Linked DNA regions of Gossypium hirsutum: region 2 is linked to region 1. A link is a contact called in public Hi-C data. All regions are on one chromosome and are shown on one strand. Each heading gives the region's core, a stretch centred on a gene start, on an enhancer-like site or on the middle of the called end of the contact. The rest is flanking DNA. Distances are from core to core; before and after follow the strand shown.

Evidence for each region. Hi-C and Micro-C count contacts between places; a contact is called where the count stands out from the background.
Region 2: a contact with region 1 is called in a Hi-C map of leaf, with 1.6 times the contacts expected there. The contact joins the promoter of LOC107894028 here to the promoter of LOC121212273 in region 1. A contact is called at or near these places in 2 of 34 Hi-C or Micro-C datasets (leaf and seedling).

Annotation. Positions count from the first base shown.
Region 1 is chrA13:12,685,788-12,690,042 of Gossypium_hirsutum_v2.1, forward strand. It overlaps LOC121212273 (cytochrome P450 CYP749A22-like), which reads right to left and starts at 1,647. Exons shown (of 2, transcript XM_041084719.1): 1 at 1,429-1,647; 2 at 839-1,270. The coding sequence starts at 1,647. The coding sequence ends at 839. It overlaps LOC107894092 (cytochrome P450 CYP749A22), which reads right to left and starts at 2,940. Exons shown (of 4, transcript XM_041084914.1): 1 at 2,594-2,940; 2 at 2,298-2,524; 3 at 1,369-2,231; 4 at 777-1,270. The coding sequence starts at 2,867. The coding sequence ends at 1,974.
Region 2 is chrA13:13,074,569-13,078,512 of Gossypium_hirsutum_v2.1, forward strand. LOC107894028 (zinc finger protein CONSTANS-LIKE 12) reads right to left here and starts at 1,654. Exons shown (of 8, transcript XR_001683113.2): 1 at 1,466-1,654; 2 at 658-1,333; 3 at 326-511.

The DNA of each region.
Region 1 (4,255 bases), core at 397-2,896:
AGACATTAACAGAACTGATGAGGTTAGATTTTTATTAAACTTTTGGATAGTATTAATCTAATATGTTTTTTTTGCCCAATTCCGCTAAGTTTAAAATATGAAATTTTATATTTTATTTAAAATTTTCATATTTATAAATAAATAATTTAAATTTATTTTAATGCATTCATTTTTTTAATTAAGTTATTTTAAATTTATATATTTATTAAAATTTTAAATATAAACAATTAATTTTTAATGTTTAGATTTATTTTTTATGTGATACAAATTACATTATAAATAAAAATAATATAGTATATTATAAAATTAAAAATAGATCAAGACAAGCTCAAACTTTAAGTGCTAGAACTCAAATTTGGCCTATATTTTAAGTAGGCTTTCTTACTCAAGCCCATTTTCAGGTATAATGTTATATATTAATATAGATTTAAGTTTTATGTTATATAAATGATATGATAAGTAAAAATATATTATAAAATTAATAATATGTCAAGCCAAATTAGAGCATTAACTGTTGGAATTGGAGTCCAAGCTCAATCCCAATCCATTGTTTAAATGAACTTCTTTACTTAAGTTTATTTTTAGACATAATCTTTTTGTCTAAATCCTTTTAAATATCAAACTCCAAATTTAAATTTATGACATTTGTATAGGTGTTAATTGCTTAATGCTATTCTCCGTATTACAAATGTAATTTAGAATTAAAAAATCTTGTTGCCAAAACATGAAATCCCCAAACCATACATCGTATGGTTGCAAAATATAGTAAATAGATGAACATTACAAGGAATTGTTACGCATCCCACATTTTATTATGTAATACAATATTTTACCAAATTTAATGTAGTGAATGAAACAACAAATGAAGCCCATGTTGTGGCTTGAGTGAAAGATTTGGTAAAGGTGCGTGAACATAGGTAGGGGAAAGGGTGAAAGTGTAGCGTTGCAGAATCATGGAAAGGGCGATTTTGGTTTCAGTGATTGCAAAGCTCATTCCAACGCAAAATCGAGGTTCCAATCTAAAGGGCATAAATGCAGCTGCATTGTTGTTAGTAGCTTTGGCAATCCCTTCAGCAAACCTTTCTGGTTTGAAAAGATGAACATCATCTCCCCATACGGCAGGGTCATGGTGGAGTGCTATGAATCGGATGTTGAGGTCTAAATAATTAGGTAGGGCAAGTTCTCCTAATTGGACATCTCTTACTGCCTTTCTTACCACGCCATTTAGAGGAGGATAGAGCCGTAAAGTTTCTTTAATAATCATGGTAACCTGTTCAAGAAAAAAAAAATCAAACCATAACAATTTGCAGTTTAATATAAATGATCAATGTTAGTTTTCAAGCTTTAGAATTTGTATAGTTTGCTTACGGTCTTTAATTTGGCGATCCCTTCAGAATTTGGGTTTTGATTACCAAAAACCTAAATCACCTCTGCTCTTGCTTTGTCTTGCCAATCTGTATGTATTGCTAAAAGTAGGGTTATCCATGCAAGCAAGAAATTGGTTGTTTCTTGCCCAGCAAAATAGAAAGTTTTACACTCATCTATTATATCTTGTATCAAAAACCTGTTTTTCTCATCCGAATCATGATAGACATTTACAAGTAATCCTAGAAAATCATGGCCGCAGCTGTCGACTTCTCCGGTCATTACTTTCTCTTCCCTTTGTTTAATAATCTTCATCACAGAATCATGTATCGTTTTCTCAAGTTTATCTGATTCAATTTCATCAGCAGATTTCCAAAACTTGCTGAAAAGGCAAAGCAGATTAAATTCAATCCATTGACTCCATTGTGGTGGAAAAACACCAATATTTTAAAACCAAGATCAATGATTGTACCAACAAGCTACCAGTTTTTGATAAGGTTTTTACTAATAATATTAAATGCAGAATCATTTGAACTTTTATGGGTATAGCCCAAAATACTTCCTACACTTAAAAAGATAAACTTTTTTTTTTGGAAAAACATTTTATATTAGTGGAGGATTAGATGAAGGTAGCCGATGATAGGAAATTTTGCTTTATAAAAATTTCTGCCTATAATTAGGGTCAACTTCATCAACATGTCAAAAATCTTCTCTCCTTCCAAGTAACTGCTACCAAAGGCTGTTCTGGATATCATTTCTGAAGTCAAGAATCTGAACTCTTGGAACACTTCCATCTCTTTGCCTTCCTTATCTTTCCATTTCTCAAGCATCGTTCCAACGCTAGCAATCATTGCTGGAATCATATTCTGCAAAAACCATCATCCATTATCAATGTTCCACAACAATAATTAGATTAGAAACTAGTGATTTACTTTTAAGCTCTCCCCATGGAAGGCATGATTGGCCAATTTCCTATGCCTTGCGCCCCATTTCTCACTTTTGATTGTAGAAATGCTGTCACCTAGTAGCTTCTTAAAGAAATATGAAGGCTTTGGCTTTGAAAAAGCTTTTTCACTGGTTTTCAGCACCTCTTTCACCAGTTCTGGGTCTGTTATTACCAGTTGAGCTCGAACTCCATTCCAACTAAGATAATTCTTCCCTAAAAAATGATTTAATTAAAATCTATTCATGGAAATCCGAAAATACTACCAAAACAAGTTATTCCCACCGTATTTCTTGATGCAGGAGTAATCATGAGGCATTACTCTGGGAAATATATCGTGTGTCAAGGCCATAGGTTTGCTAGATGCTTCCTTCCGCATTTGAAGAGCTTCTTTGTTGTTTCCATGGATAAATTCATAAGGAGGTCCTCTGATCCCCTGTGAATTCATGATGAACTGTACACGATGAGGTACCCACAAATACTCGTGCAAGACATAGTGCAAAGCTACGAAAAGGCAGATGCACAAAAAAGCTGTGAAAAGGATTAGAAGATTTCCCATGGCCTCTATTTTCTTATCTTCACTGATGAATCCACCAAATTTTGCAGCAGCTTATATTCGTCAAAACTCGTTTACTATTTATTATTTGACTATTATATAATTAAATATATAATTGTTTATGTTTTTATTTTATTTATAATAATATAATTAGTAAAATGTACGTGTGATTCTTTTATATGTAAAAATAAGAAAGTAGTTATTTATGGTTTGTTTGTTTGTTATTCATAAATATATCTTTAATAATTTGTGAATATGTTTAATTAAATATTATTGAATAAGTTTATTTAATTTAAATGAATGAAAATGAATATACATAATTTTTAAGCAAAGATTTGGAGGTTGGGTTTAGTTTTGAATAAGTTTAATAAATATGAATATGATTATACATACTATGAATATGAATAAGTTCAATTTTGGAGGCTGAGTTATGGGTATTTTTGAGGGCTTTATCTCTTTCATTGAAGCAGGGATTTGATAGAGTATTGATTAGTACAAATAGCATGAAAGCAGTTAAGATTATTCAAGACAACAATTCAAGAAACTTGAATTCAGCTTTGGCTAGGCGTATACATCAGTTGTTGGAAAGGTTGTTGGAAAGGACAGTACAATGATGTATTCAATATATGCCCAGAAAAAATAATAAAGTTGATAATTTTCTTGCAAAAATAAATTGTAGTAATGAAGACGCTTTACTTATGTTTGAACAACCTCCTCTAGGTGTTTTAGTTTAATTCCTTGTGGACACTTTGTTTTGTCTTATATTCACCAAAAAAGAAGAAGCATACACAAACAAAATTTTGAAACTCTAAACGAACATGAACACTTTTAAAAATAAATAAACGAAAATGATCAAAAATTCATTTGTTCAAGCTCTCGATTCATTTACAAACCTATACTAGGAAATAACAAAAATCTTAGAAATATTTAATTAGAAGGTCAACTTTTGTTATTAGTCCATATAATATGTGTAAGTTGTTAATTTAGTACTTATACTTTAGGTAATTTTTAGTCTTCACACTTTTAAATTTTAAAATTTCAATCTTGACCAAAATAATAGCTATTATATTTGTCGAAAACTCTACTATTTTTTGTTATAATATTATGTTATTAACATATTATCACGTGTAATACCATGAAAGTTTGCTATTTCCACATAATATTTATAAAGAGTCAAATTATTTTAGTTAATGAATTTTAATGATTGTCATTTAAATCAGGATTGAAAATTTAAAATTTGATAAAGTATAAAAAAACTAAAAAAAATGATGAAATTAGAGACAAAAATTAATAATAGAATTAAACTTAACCGATTTAATTGCTATAGTTTAAGTTAGGATTAAAATTTTAAATTTAAAAATATATATAAGAGTTCAAATTATGGGACTATT
Region 2 (3,944 bases), core at 404-2,903, 390 kb after region 1:
ACTGAATAGAAACAATAGCTATATAGCAGATGGATTTTTGGCCTATTACCTATTACACTCTCACATCACAGTTGATGAAGTACCAAAAAGTTAGGATTTAAAACTCAAAGCATCAGCTGATAATTTTCTAAGTTTTATATGAAAAACAACTCAGATGCTCATACAATACTACAAATTAGATTAGAAAATGTGGAAAGGAAGAAATAGAATATAAATATATATATATAACCATAGATGTATTTATAAGATAAATTTTGCAATTGAAATTAGAGAGAGAAAAGAAAACCTCTAACATGTTCTTGCTAGGACCATTAGATTCGATTACCGGTAAAGTTTTGTCCATAATTAGGCAGTCTGTCCCAACCTTCTCAAACTGGTACCTAGTTTGGCCTTGTGAACCACCAAATATCTCATTGGCAGTTTCGAAGCTGAATTGAACATCATTGATGTTCAGGCCCTCACAAAGGTCATCACCATCAGGAACTTTGAAATCTCTGAGGTCAGAATAACCCTGGAACAAAAGGAGCCAAAATCAAACATTCAAGACAGATCAGTCCAAATGCGGCTAAACAAAGAATGATTCAAGAGTCGAGCTATTACTTCAAATTCAATACTTTCCATCACCAATTCAAATAAATATAGCAGCAAAAGCCATACCTTTGGCATATTCGGCTCCTCTGAGAAAACAGGTTCTCCATCGTTACAGTAAGGGACGTAATTTGCATTTGGTGATATCAGAGAAGATGAAACCATACAAGGCTTTAGCTTAGGACATGAATCTAGTTCATTTAACTTTGTACCAGCCAGTTCAAATGAGCCCCCTTGATCTATTTGATTCAAACAGTTAGTGAAACAATTGTCGTTAGCAGCTGAAGCACCGACTGGCCAATCAACATCAAAAACAGCAGGAGACGAAGCACCAAGAACCGAAGACCAGATTCTTCTAAACTCAGCCAAAGAAGGACAATCCGTATAAGAATTGAGGGCCTCTCGCCAATGCCCCAAACTCCAGCAACCATTGCCATTACCATCACAATCCTGACAAAGAGACAATTTCTCATCCAAACACCTAACAACTGCAGATTGAGAATTGCATTTCTCACACAAAAGTGAACGAACGTGTCTACGTGACAACAAATTTGCAGAGTGAACGCACCCATCACAGCTCAAGCAAAGCCGAGCCGAATCCGATTTACAGTAAACCACTGCTCTTTCTCCTCGACAAAAATCGCATACAGGTTCCATCCCGTTATTCCTCCTAACTTTACAGTAAACCACTGCAGTTGGGCGGTAATTCGGCTCTATTGATTCCTCAATCCTAACAGAAACTACCCTTCAATAATCAAAATTAACAAAAACCGATTAAAATTATACCCAGATCATGTGCAAAGAACAAGGAATTGAATCATTTGAATGATTAAAATTTAAAATCATAGAAAAAGAGTAAATTGAGATTAAGCTTTACCTCTTCAATGAAAAGAACCCAATCCCGGCTTCTGAAATCAGCCAATGTCGAAGAACACATAATCCATTAATCGAAGCAAATACGCATCAACATTGATAACAGAAAAGCAAACATTTCTTTGAGCTAAAAATACATAATAGGGGGAACAGTGAAGAGCTGTCAGCGTTGGTAACTGGAAGTTTTCTTTTTATTTTTTTCAGTGAGCAAAAACTGGTTTATTTATTCACGTTTGTCCGAGGTTTGATGGGTGCTTGCCACGTGGTGCGATGTTAGCTTTGTGGATGGGACACTCTAGGATGACGTGGACATGTGATTTTATTGCGGTCATCCGTTTTGGTCGGAGGATGGCGAGGATGGTAAATAAGTGGAAAGATTGAGGGCGGTTTGATAGAAGGATTGGTCACAAATTGATCACCACGTCATCACCCGAGATTATGTGCGGGTTTCTCATTTTGACTTTCGAGACGAAAATTTAGCCCCGCATCTCGAGAGATCACAGATGGACACGTGGCTTATGTGTCTGAACAGTTTCTGATTTGTGGTGTGAGACGATGCTGATGTGGGCGCTTAGCTGTGCTGAACTGTCTGAATCTCTTTTTAAAATGGGATAAATGGTAAGTTTAATACCCAGTTATTTAGTGGTCAAATTTATGTTTGATTTTGTTTTTAGATTAAATTTAACATCATATTTTTTTACGTAATTAAAAAATTATGTTCAATTTGAAAAAATAGGAATCATAATTTGAAAAATTTATGTTTCTCGAGCATCAGTGGCGCTTTTTGAAAAACGCAGCTATAGATCGAGCATTAGTGGCGCTTTTTAAAAAACACCGCTATAGGTCGACCATTAGCGGCGCTATTTGAAAAACGCCACAAAAAAATTAAGCACAACGCCGACGTTTTATGTGAGCTTTAGTGGCATTAGCAGCGCTTTTTGAAAAATGACGCTATAGATCGAGCATTACCGGCGCTTTTTTAAAAACGCCGCAAAAAATTAATTTAATTTATGGGTTATGGTTTAGGGTTTATGGTTTAAAGTTTAGGGCTTAGAGTTTATGGTTTGGGATTTATGGTTTAGGATTTGGGGTTTGAAGGTTGGGGTTTAGGGGTAAATATGGTGAACTACTTAATTAATTTGTATATCTTAGAATTTTTATAATATAAATTTAAATAAGATAAATATAAATTATTATTTTAAAAATATATATATCAAAATGGGTTAAATCCCAGAAGCATACATGAACAATGGTTTAGTGTGCAATGGGTTAAATCCCAAAAGCATAAATTATGAACACAATTATTGATATAACATCATTTTATATTTATATATTGCATACATAAATATTTGTATTTATTCAATATAAAAATATATTGATGTATTTATTTTTTAAAATGTGTATGATTAAATCAAAATTAAAGTTTCCACTATACATTTAAACCACAATTAGAATTTCACGTCTACAATTACACATTAAATTGAAATTCATATATAATTCTGAGATGTATCTTTATCATAATTTAGGTGTATACATATAATTAAATATTTAATTATGGTTTAAGGTTTGGGGTTAAGGTTTTAAGGTTTTAATGTTTAAGGGATATGGGCTATGATATAATGTTTATTATTTTGGGGTTTAGGTTTATGATTTAAGATTTAAGTTTTAATGTCCATGGTTTAGGGGTTTAGGGTTTATGATATAATGTTTATTATTTTGGGTTTAGAGTTTTTGTTTTAAGGTTTATGGTTTAGAGTTTGTGGTTTTTTGTTTTATAGTTAGGGTTGTAGTACTGTTCATGGTTTTAAGGGTTAAGCTATTAAGGTTTAAGGGTTAGGGTTTTTGATAAAATAATAAAAAATCAAAAATTTTTAGGGTTTAGATAAGCAATAAGATTATTTTTTAATTACTTTTATCCCTTGTAATATATATTTAGGGTTTAGGGTATAGGTTTATAGTTTGGGGTTTAACATTTAGGGTTTACTGTTGGAAAATTGAAGCAACATTTGGATTTTATTGAGAAAAATTTTGAAAGTAAAAACATAGAAAAATACATGTCAAAAATGGAAAAAATAAAATACTATTAATTAAAATAATTTTAAAGTTTTTTTTGGGTATATGACTGATTTTTTTAATTTATATATTAATTAATTTCTTATAAAATTGTAAAGAAGATAATATTTATTTTAATATATTAAAATTATCAATATAGTTTAAATTATTTGAGAGATAATGATAAAGTTTATATATATTAAAACAAAATAAGGGATTTTTAGCGAAGCAAAACAGTGCCATTGTGTAAAGGAGAATGACTTTTTGAAAACGCCCGCTATTGGCGTTTTTTAGTCTTACACAAAACGGCACCGTTTTGTTACCCTAAATGCCTAAAGACTTTTTCCCAAAATCGGTTCCCCCCTTCCCCCTGAAATCCCAAAATTTGACATGAAATATCTTCTTTTTTCCCTCCTTTCTTTTTCCCAAAA